Linked DNA regions of Mus musculus: region 2 is linked to region 1. Evidence: chromatin contacts called from public Hi-C data. All regions are on one chromosome and are shown on one strand. Each heading gives the region's core, a stretch centred on a gene start, on an enhancer-like site or on the middle of the called end of the contact. The rest is flanking DNA. Distances are from core to core; before and after follow the strand shown. Region 1 overlaps Aff3 (AF4/FMR2 family, member 3). Region 2 has its middle 63 kb from the start of Gm34596.

Region 1 (4,865 bases), core at 2,162-4,661:
CTTTACCGTTTCAGACTTTTGGTAGAAGGTAGATGCTCAAGTGTATTTTTAAATTATTATTTTAGCATAGACAATACCCAGCATGCACGCATCATTGATTCTCACCTCATTCCCACTTGTCAGATGCAAAAGAGGTTTTAGGTCCCTGCCCTAAGCCATGGCTCACTGTGTGGTAGATGCTTTTAAAGCCAAGGGAATGCATATTTTGAAGGACCTCGCTTAAAATGGTGAATATTTATTGAGACTCTCAAAGACAGAGCTTATGCTATCTCTTAGAATACAGAGAGGCAGCATAAGGTGGGAGCTCAGTAATGGAGCTTTGCTCTGCTTGTTAACAGTTCACAGTTGCATGCACGGCTGCAGGTAACCATAGAGGCAGAGTGGGAGGCACAGTTGCATGCACAGCTGCAGGTAACCATAAAGGCAGAGCAGGAGGCACAGTTGCATGCACAGCTGCAGGTAACCATAGAGGCAGAGTGGGAGGCACAGTTGCATGCATGGCTGCAGGTAACCATAGAGGCAGAGTGGGAGGCACAGTTGCATGCACGGCTGCAGGTAACCATAGAGGCAGAGCGGGAGGCACAGTTGCATGCACGGCTGCAGGTAACCATAGAGGCAGAGCGGGAGGCACAGTTGCATGCACGGCTGCAGGTAACCATAGAGGCAGAGTTCTAGCAGAAACCTGGCTGTTGCTGGTGGGAGGTGACTGCTAGTGTTCGGCCACTGGGGCTTTCTGGTGCTTCCAGTCTCTGACAACACTGGCCCCTGGAATAAAGACAACTGTCAGTGGCTTCTCATGTAGCCCTTCCCACATCTCCTGCCTTTTGCCTCTCCCTCCCTCCCTCCCTCCCTCCCTCCCTTTACTGTCTTTCCAACCAGCACCATTATAGCCAAGTTAATGAGGTGCATATGAGCCTCTGTTGATAAGATTGGAAGTGATCCTCTGGGTCCTCAGGCTCCAGAGGCTCTCTCGCACTGAGCAGAGTGCTGTCCTATTCTGTGTTCCCCGAAGCTGGCTCCTGCCTTGCCTCTTCACATCTGCTTCACAGTGCAAGGCAAGGGTCTGACCAGCTGAAGGGCCAGCCTCGGCTGCGCCTGTGTACAAAGCCACACCTTTGGATGCTCGCTTCTGTTTGCTTTCTCTTCTCTGGCACATCTATAGGTTATTTTTCAAGCGATGTAAACTTATCAACTACTCTCACACTAAAGCTCCGAGGTCACCCTCTGAGGTTCATTGTTTACATCGAATGCTCAGCTTTATGTCACACTGATCATCTGGTGACCAGCGAAGCAGCAAGCACCAGGGTCATCCACGGGGACGAGGAGGTGAGACAGTGTGCGTTTTCCTTTACTGCCCAGGGAATTTTATAATTTCATCCTTTGACTGCTGCAGTGGGTCAGGCAAGTGAACTTACGTGTTGGTGTTTGGATTTAAAAAAAAAAGCATCTTGGAAAAAGATCTCGAGGTCTGTTTAGCTCCATAAGTCAGGGTCTGAAGGGAGGGAGGGAGGGAGGGAGGGTGGGCTACGCAGTTCAGAATACATTTAGTTGTTCCATTCAGAGCTTTCCCCACCCCCAATACATGTCTTTTAGCAGACAGCAGCAGATGGAAACAGAAAGCTAGCTCACTCAGAACATCTTCATGGATGCACAAACCTAGAGAGTGTTAGTGTCTGTCAATGAGCATTCAGGGGCTGTGCTCCCTGGGAGAGGAGTCTGGGTGCCAGGAGAGGGTGGGATGGGAATGTGAGCTGTGCCCTTCAGGCACCGATGGCATGGTAATCGAGGACCCAGGCAGAGCAGAGTAGGGAGAAGGAATGAAGTCACAGCTCCTAGATGTGTTCGGTCCAGGCCCTGTGGCCAGATGGGAAGAAAGGATGCTGGCGAGAAGGCAGGCGAGGGCTAATTACTAGAGTCATGCTCAGGTGCGAGCTGCTGATTAGGAAAGCCCAGAGCACATGTGCTCTCAGGGGGGTTGGGGGGTCTGGCCAGGGTTAAAGAAACGGACAAAATAATCCCGGCAGCGAATTTAAACATGAGCCTACTCTGTAAAGTGCAAATGTAGAAAAGGAGACTGGGCACCCTTAAAGATAAAACGTGAAAGAAGAAGCCTTAGTGACCGGTACAAACTTCTAGTCTCCAGAGGCCAGGTTCGCAGGGGTCTTCAGAGGTGGGTATCCACGAAGGGCCCTTTTACAAGTTCTCCATTAAGGAGAGAGTTCTCCAGCTTGGTGTATCAGATGGTAAAAACAATGCTCTTTGTTGTATGCATTCGTGGGTTAAGGGCAGTTTTATGTTTTAGCATTTTGCTCTGAGACCTTTTGTTTATCCAGGGCCAATTTCTCTGACATTTGGACATTGCAACATCATTTCGTTTTTGATCTGCTGTACCAAGTTCTCCCTATCCTCTTCCTTCTGTGCAGCAGAGGTGTGCCTCCCAGCTGGGGAGCAGCACAGTTCAGCTGTCAGGGATGGATGCTTCAAAGGCCATGAGGACATGTAGCCCGCACCATCATCCCAACTGTTCTTTCCGTGGAAGGCTGAGGCCAGAACTTTTTTCGAAGCCAAATTGACATTCTTTTGATGGAATCATCAGGTTCTTTGGCAGCTCCACGGGAGCTGGTCTTGGTCATTGGAGGGTTTCTCCATCATGGACCACAGGCTTCTGATATTGAAAGGGTTCCTGGCATTTTAATGTCCCAGTTTCTGGGCATGAAAAATGTGGATGAGCTAAAGTCTGTTTGCACTTGTAAAGCCCCTTGGAAGTTTTTAGGGATTAAATGAAATCCTTCCCACTTAACAAAACATTCCTCAGAGTCCTGTCCCACCTGTATTCATAGATGGATTTCTCCTCCTTCATTTTAGCATCTATACATCCTGTACCAGAAAGCACCACCGGCATCTAGAGGAGTGGTCTTCACAACACTAGCTAGGGAAGTGAAAATGACATTAAACACATTCTTCATATACATGTTTAGAGATGCAGAGGTATTTATCGAGCAGCTGTGATGGTTCAGGCAGTGTGTGTGAGAGTTTAGGCTCTTCAGTCTCAAACCTCCGAGTCACTAGAGCAGGCATATTAAAGCATGTCTGATGCTCCGACTCAATCATGGAGGCCACATACTTACTTAACTCACAGTTTGGGAAGCTGAAAGTCCAAACTGTAAGGTACCAGCTCTGCTAAGAGCCCTCTGGCCGGATCACATCTTGGTAGATCGATCCTAATGTGGCCACAGAGCATGTGTAAGAGGTCTCATGGTGAGGCAGGAAGCCAGAGTGTGTGTGTGTGTGTATGTGTGTGTGTGTGTGTGTGTGTGTGTGTGTGTGTGTATGTGTGTGTGTGTGGTGTTCCGCTGTCTTACCACCTCCTCAAGAGAAGTAACTGAGTAGTCCTAGGGGAACACTCTACTTTAGGCCTGCCAAGGACATATACAAACACCCTCAGCAGGCTGCACTCCCTTCCAGTATCACCACACTCCTAAAAGACTCACCGGTGAGCACCCAAACCATGAACAAACCACAGAGAAGGTCTGTGCTCAGTAGGTTTTCTCCTTTCTTCATATCAGATACCTCTGGCCAGCTCTGATCATGTAGCCATCATTTCTGGGTCACTTGCCTGTTTGTCCATTAGCATTCTAATCATCTGATGCCACCACAGGGGTATGCCCGGTGCTGTGGCTTGCGTCACATGTAATCACTCATGTGCCACATGTGAACTGTGCTCCCATTCTATGTCAGTACTGGCTCTAGACAGCAGTGGAAGCAAATGGTGTTCTTGTTTTATTTTATTTTACTTATTTACTTTACATCCCACTCACCTCCCCCCTCCCACCACTTCCCCCATCCCCCTTCTCCCCTAAGCAGGTGGAGCACCCCCCTGGATAGCCTCCCACCCTGGCACTTCAAGTCTTTGCGAGGCTAGACACTTCTGCTCCACTGAGGTCAGACAAGGCAGCCCAGCTAGAAGAACATATCTGACAGACAGGCAACAGCTTTTGGGATGGCCCCACTCCAGTTGTTAAGGACCCACATGATGTGCAGGCCAAGCTGCACATCTGCTGCACATGAGCAGGGAGTCAGCCTAGGTTCAGCCTGTGTGTCCAGTTTTTTGGTTGATGGTTCAGTCTCTGAGAGTCCCCAAGGGTCCAGGTTAGTTGATTGTGTTGGTCTTCCTATGGAGTTCCTATCTCTTTCAGGGGCCCACAATCCTTCCTCCTGTTCTTCCATGAGTCCCCAAGCTCCACCCACTGTTTGGCAGTGGGTGTGTGTATCTGTCTGAGTCAGCTGCTGGGTGGAGCCTCTCAGAGGACAACAAGCTCCTATCTGCAGGCATAACAAGAGTATCAGCAAATGGTGTTCTTACATTTTGGTAGCCAGATGATCCTCAAAAGCAGGGCACTTCCCGTTGGAATGTATTTGTGTTGTGAAGAAAAATGAGATGGGAGAGGAGGGTGTGACAGAGATTGATGGCAGGTGGGGAGCAACGTTCACTGGGGTGGCCGGGGAGGCCCAGTAGGAGGGTGACTTTTGACCTGAGATGGGAGAAGTGAGCCCCACGGAGGTTTGGGTGAAAAGCCTTTGAAACAAAAGAGACAGCAGAGACAAGAGCTGCTCAGGAGACAAAGAACAAAGAGAAGGCCAGCGTGGCAGAGACAGCTGAGCTATGGCGGGTCAGGGTCGGCTCGGGTGCAGAGGGTGCAGAGGGTGCAGGATGGGGAGGAGTGGGTGTGGACAGCAGGACACTGTAGGGACCTGGCAGGTGGTAATGATGAGTTTGACATTGATTCTAAATGCAGAGGGAAGCCACGGAGAGCTGTAAAGCCCGGGAAGAACATGATGGTATTAACACGGCAGGATTAGCCAGT
Region 2 (5,206 bases), core at 903-3,402, 130 kb before region 1:
ACAGCAGCTGGCAGGAAGCCAAATGACAAAGACAGCCCAAGGCAAAGCTCTGATGCCACACGTTAGAGACTTGGACAGTGGCCCAATTACTATGCTGAAATCCAAGGCATGGGCTAGCTGGCATTGAATTTCAAGTTAGTTTAGGAATTGAAAGCTACTTTGTGCACACTGTGTGACAGATGTGAGGCAGCGCATGCAGCAGAGGAAGCCGTATGATCTCTCCCCAGCAGGAAGCTCTTCTTCCAGGCCTGAGCAGACAGACATCATAATGGAAGTGTGGAGGAGCTGGGCCTCCTAGAAGGAAGAGTCCAGGCACGCAGAGGAGTTCTTCCTTTCCCCTCTGGGAACACACTCTTCCTGAGTTGTGCCTGAGTCCCCCCACCTGCGGTGGTTAAAGAGCCTGCCCACATCCCCCCATTAAACAACAAAGCAAATTATCCCAGAATGCCTGGGAAGAAGGCCACCACTTAATGAGAAAGGAATGTGGGAATGTGGGCCCTGGTATGGCTTCACTGTGGCCTGAGTTGCTGCCAGGGACAAAATGTAGAAGACAGCCTGGTTGTTGGTTGCCAAAAGAACGTCAACCAGTAAGAATCCAAGGTAAATTATTATTATTATTATTATTATTATTATTATTATTATTATTATTATTATTATATTGAAATGGCATGAAGGTGACCATTCCCAGTATTTCTGTGAAAATCTCCAGTTCTCAGAAACCTTCAGCCCTAGGAAAATCAGGATAGTTGATCATGTGACTTTTAGCCATGAGTATGGACATTTGGGCTATCACAGTGCAAGACGAACAACTAAGTTTTTTAGACTTTTTTTTTTTTAATATATCAGATGACTCACTTCTTTAGCTCTAGCTACAGGAATTAAAGCAATAGTACACTGTTTCTCTGGGCATGGGTGGGGGCACCTGTAACCACAGTTCTGCAGGTTGGGACAGGAAGGTGGCAATAATAGTACAGTGTGAGCTATATAGCAAGTTATAGGCCAGCCTGGGTTACATAGTGAGATCCAGTCTTTTGTTTGCTTATTTGTTTGTTTTTGTTGCTGTTTAAATTTTATACATCTGGACGTTTTACTTGCATGCCTGTGAACCATATTCATGCAGTGCACACACAAAGGCCAGAAGAGGGTATCAGAACCCCTGGAAGTGAAGTTGCAAACTGCCATGTGGGTCTGGAAACTGACAACAAGTCCTCTGCAAAGCTACAAGTGCTCTTATCCACTGAGCCTGCTCTGTGTCCTCTTTGTGAACCAGTGCAGAGAGAATCCCAAAGTCCCTGGAGCTGTTGACCACCAGGACTGAGGTTGCCCATTGACTGCCAGGACTTAGGTTGAATCCTGAGCTTGACCACTGATGTTGTGTCACATCCCTAATGAGCTGTGGACTCCAGCTTCCTCCCAAAGAGCCCAGCAGGATGTTTCTATCACTCTTGCACGGCTTCCTAAGTGAACATTTAGAAAAAGAAAGTGCTACTCACAAGAGATAAATATACCTGCTTTCCTTCGCTATCATATTACAAATACCAATTATGTAAAAGATTTTTCTAAATACCTAAACTTCTTGGTTACATGCTGGTCATTAGTATAGCATCAGCATTTGTGTCTGGGGCTTTAGAGTCCTCAGGGAACTTCCTGACATGTCAATTTATTTACCAGGGTAAATTTCTATAAAACCATCAGCCCTGGGCAAGCGAGTACCTGGGTGGAAGGGAGCAACTTACATGGAGAGTCTGTGGGACTAGATAGAAGTCAGGGCATTTCACCCAGAGATGGAAGGAAGAGACAACATAGTTGGTGATCAGACACGTTGGTTGTGTGGACACACAGGCTCTGGTTTTAGAGATTATCATCGCTAAGTGACTCGTCAGGTGATGGAGGCAAGCCCTGACCCCTGGAGCAACATCTGTTGCAACTGGAAAAGATTTGAGGTTGCTGGAGAGAGCTTTGGTACTCAAGACAGGAGTAGAAAAAGTTAGGTGGCGGTGTAATAGACAAGGCACAGGACAGGGTGTGGTGGTGGAGGGGACGTGAGGAAGTAGGAGACCACAGAAAGAAGCCACAGCAGGAGGGAAGCAGGGCGCTGCAGGTTGGGGACGTTCCTGTTGTATTACACTGATGCTTCTCTGCCTGGAAAGGAAGCAGATACAAAGGGTGGTGAGGTTTTGTGGCTGCAGCCCACATCTGCCTTATCACCAGCCCAGGCACCTCCACTGGGGTGGAACTGTTAAAGGGGTTGAAAACGGTTTGTGCTAGGTAGGGTCATTGCAGGACACAGGGTGAGTACAGCAAGTGTGTAGGTTGGTGTCTTAGTAAAGGAACTACTTATAAAAGCATGGGCAGCCAGGCTTGGAGATGCCTGTGCCATCCCAGCAACTTGGGGTCACTGTACCTAGGAGGGTGACTGTATCTAAGAGGGTCACTATCTAGGAGGGTCACTGTACCTAAGAGTCTGAAGCCAGCATATTGAGGCTTTATTTCAGGAAAGGAAAGGAAAGGAAAGGAAAGGGAAGGGAAGGGAAGGGAAGGGAAGGGAAGGGAAGGGAAGGGAAGGGAAGGGAAGGGAAGGAAAGGAAAGGAAAGGAAAGGAAAGGAAAGGAAAGGAAAGGAAAGGAAAGGAAAGGAAAGGAAAGGAAAGGAAAGGAAAGGAAAGGAAAGGAAAGGAAAGGAAAAATATAAAAGGAAAGAAAACTATGGGTAATGGGCAGTTTAGAGAAACAAACAGAACCCAACTAGAACAAATTAGTTCCTTACTTAACCATCTAACGACCCACTTGGTATGCATCCCCTGTGACCTGCCAGGACCCTGCCTGTTCACAGGTCTGGAGAAGGCTGGCCTCATGGAAGATAGATGGAGGCATGGAAGATGGATTAGCACACAGGGAGGGGATGCTGGTGTGTTGGCCAAATCAATACTTCACATTACTCTCCCCTTACCATCCCATCCTCTGCAGGTTCCCCATACTGCTCAAGCCAACTCTAAGGCAAGGAGGCAGGGACAGCTATCACTATAGCTCAGCACAGGCTAGCCCCCAGGACACAGAGCAGGGAGAGGCGGAGAATGGGCTTAAGGGACAATGGGAGTATCCTGCAGCTCCATCCTTCTGTTACCTCTTAGCATCATTTCAAGTAACAGTGATCCGCTATCACACATACAGGTATTATAGTCTCTGTATTGGCAGCTGGTCATAAGCCTAAGCTGACAGCAAGGTTTCTTTTTGAGCTATGCATGATATACACCCCCACACTCCCCTTGTCAGATCCTCAGCTGCACAGGTTGCATGACCCTGATTTATTCCTGCAAAATCCAAGTTTCCCATGGTCTGCCACTGATGCCTTTGCCAGTTTTTAATTTGTCCAGAGTATCACTCCTCTTGCTCCTTCCCTGTCCCCTGGAAGTCACCCGGGATTCTCTTTGGCAACCAGGCCAATCTATTGTCAACTACTACACATCAACAAGACTGCCACTGCACACATCAGCAGCATCCATCCCGTTAAATCCCTGGTCCTCTTCAATGTTGACCAGGAGCCACTGACTGGTTCAACAGGAGATTTAAGTAAAGAGTCATCTGATCTACCCATGATCTAACCACCTTGTGAATGTTCAACCTCTTTACTAACATCAGATTGGCAGTTAATCTCAGTGTGAGTTTCAGAGTGAACAGATCATCCAACCCAGTGTAGGAGGGAGATTAGCCACAGGACAGGCTCAGGATGTGTTACAGAACGGCGTACAGACTTATATCTCATCAGTAACCCACTTCAACGTGGCAGGGCTTAGGCTGAGAATCTAGTAACTCCTAAGAAATCTGGGGATGCTATACAATGGCCTGAGGTCCCTCTGACTACAGCTCATGGCCGTCTACACCTCTTTGTACCTCTTGGTGGATCCTTCCTCGAAGGAACTCCCGTTACCTCACACATAGCTCAACTGAGAAATTCTTGAGCTATGAACCGACTTTTGTTGAGACCTCAGGAACCTTGATTCCCCACTATGGTAAGTTAGTTTTCTAACCATGGACCTCAAGTGTATGTGTGTGTGTGTGTGTGTGTGTGTGTGTGTGTGTGTGTGTGTGGTGTACATCAAGCAGCATTCTAGAGAGGAACCCATCTATTGCCTCCCGAGGGACCCAGCTCTTGTATAATGAGTTCCAAACACCGAGATAACACCTGTCTTGGTTATTGATTAGGGCTGATTGGGTCATTGATTAGGATCAAGGTACCTACCTCATCTTCAAGGATAAATTCAACCACAAAGCCTCCTTAATACCAAGGTGCCACTGACATAGAAAAGACATTAGCCACACCTGTAAATGGCTTGGCCTTCCGAGGAAAGCCATTATTCTTGGAGAATTCTAGGGCCCTTCTCACCAATGGCCTGCTTATGGCTTGGTTATTCAGATGTACAACAGTTCCGAGCACACATACAGTTCAGCTTTAAACTCGGGAGCCCAGCCTTCGGATAGTCCTAGCCAATTAAGAATGCCACCCTCAGGCACACAAGCTACAGCGTTAGATACTGAATCCAGAGTGAATGCTTTTGCATTAACTATTTGACCCAAGCATGATTTGATGTGATTTCTTCTTTCTTGATACAGCAGCCACAGAACTCAGCTTCACTCTATACCTCTGGTAGACATATATATTAACGCCTCCTGAGCAGACCTTAAACTGGGATGGAATACACTTCGGGGCTTAAAGTTGATGAGAGGCTGTGGCCAGTGGGTTTCATGATGTAATTGCTCTGTGCTGTTACTGGGAGCTACTAGGGCTGGTGTTAGGGTGTTAGGAGAAGAAGCCAGTATCTACCAAGCGATTAAAGGGGATTTGGTGGTTCAAAGTTCTCAGCCACTCCATGCCTGTACAACTGTCCCCACCTCATTGCTTAGGATTCATCCTCTTCCCCATACTGTTGCAGAAGTGACATTAGAATACCTTGGCATAAGCAGCCTGGAGGGGCCAGGGACTTCATGGACAAACAACACTGCAGTTGTCCCACTAAGTCCCTGGCCTTGGCACACAGCTGCCCTGTAATGGTAGGAGGTAAAAGACTCTGTCCACAACGTCAGAGCAGTTTCTGATTTTCTTCTTATTCTGGGTTTCCTCCTTGTTTTCACTCTTCCTGTGTACATTCTTTAGAGCTATCAGAGGAAGCTATCTGTGCCACTTCATTATAATTCCTGTGGCCCTCGGC

Evidence for each region. A called contact is a pair of places that touch in the nucleus more often than the background predicts.
Region 2: a Hi-C map of CD8 T cells shows a contact between it and region 1, with 2.3 times the contacts expected there. The contact joins two enhancer-like sites. A contact is called at or near these places in 2 of 484 Hi-C or Micro-C datasets (CD8 T cells and nephron progenitors).

The regions. Positions count from the first base shown.
Region 1 is chr1:38,562,402-38,567,266 of GRCm38.p6, reverse strand. All of the region lies in intron 1 of Aff3 (AF4/FMR2 family, member 3), which reads left to right. Among named protein-coding and RNA genes, the nearest start is that of Aff3, 62 kb to the left of the region's middle. Within about 2 kb of position 3,411, at least 21 of the 459 cell types and tissues checked have an H3K27ac peak or open chromatin away from gene starts, as enhancers often do. A contact at or near this core is called in CD8 T cells, where this site is marked.
Region 2 is chr1:38,691,232-38,696,437 of GRCm38.p6, reverse strand. No RefSeq gene overlaps it. Among named protein-coding and RNA genes, the nearest start is that of Gm34596, 63 kb to the right of the region's middle. Within about 2 kb of position 2,152, at least 70 of the 459 cell types and tissues checked have an H3K27ac peak or open chromatin away from gene starts, as enhancers often do. A contact at or near this core is called in CD8 T cells, where this site is marked.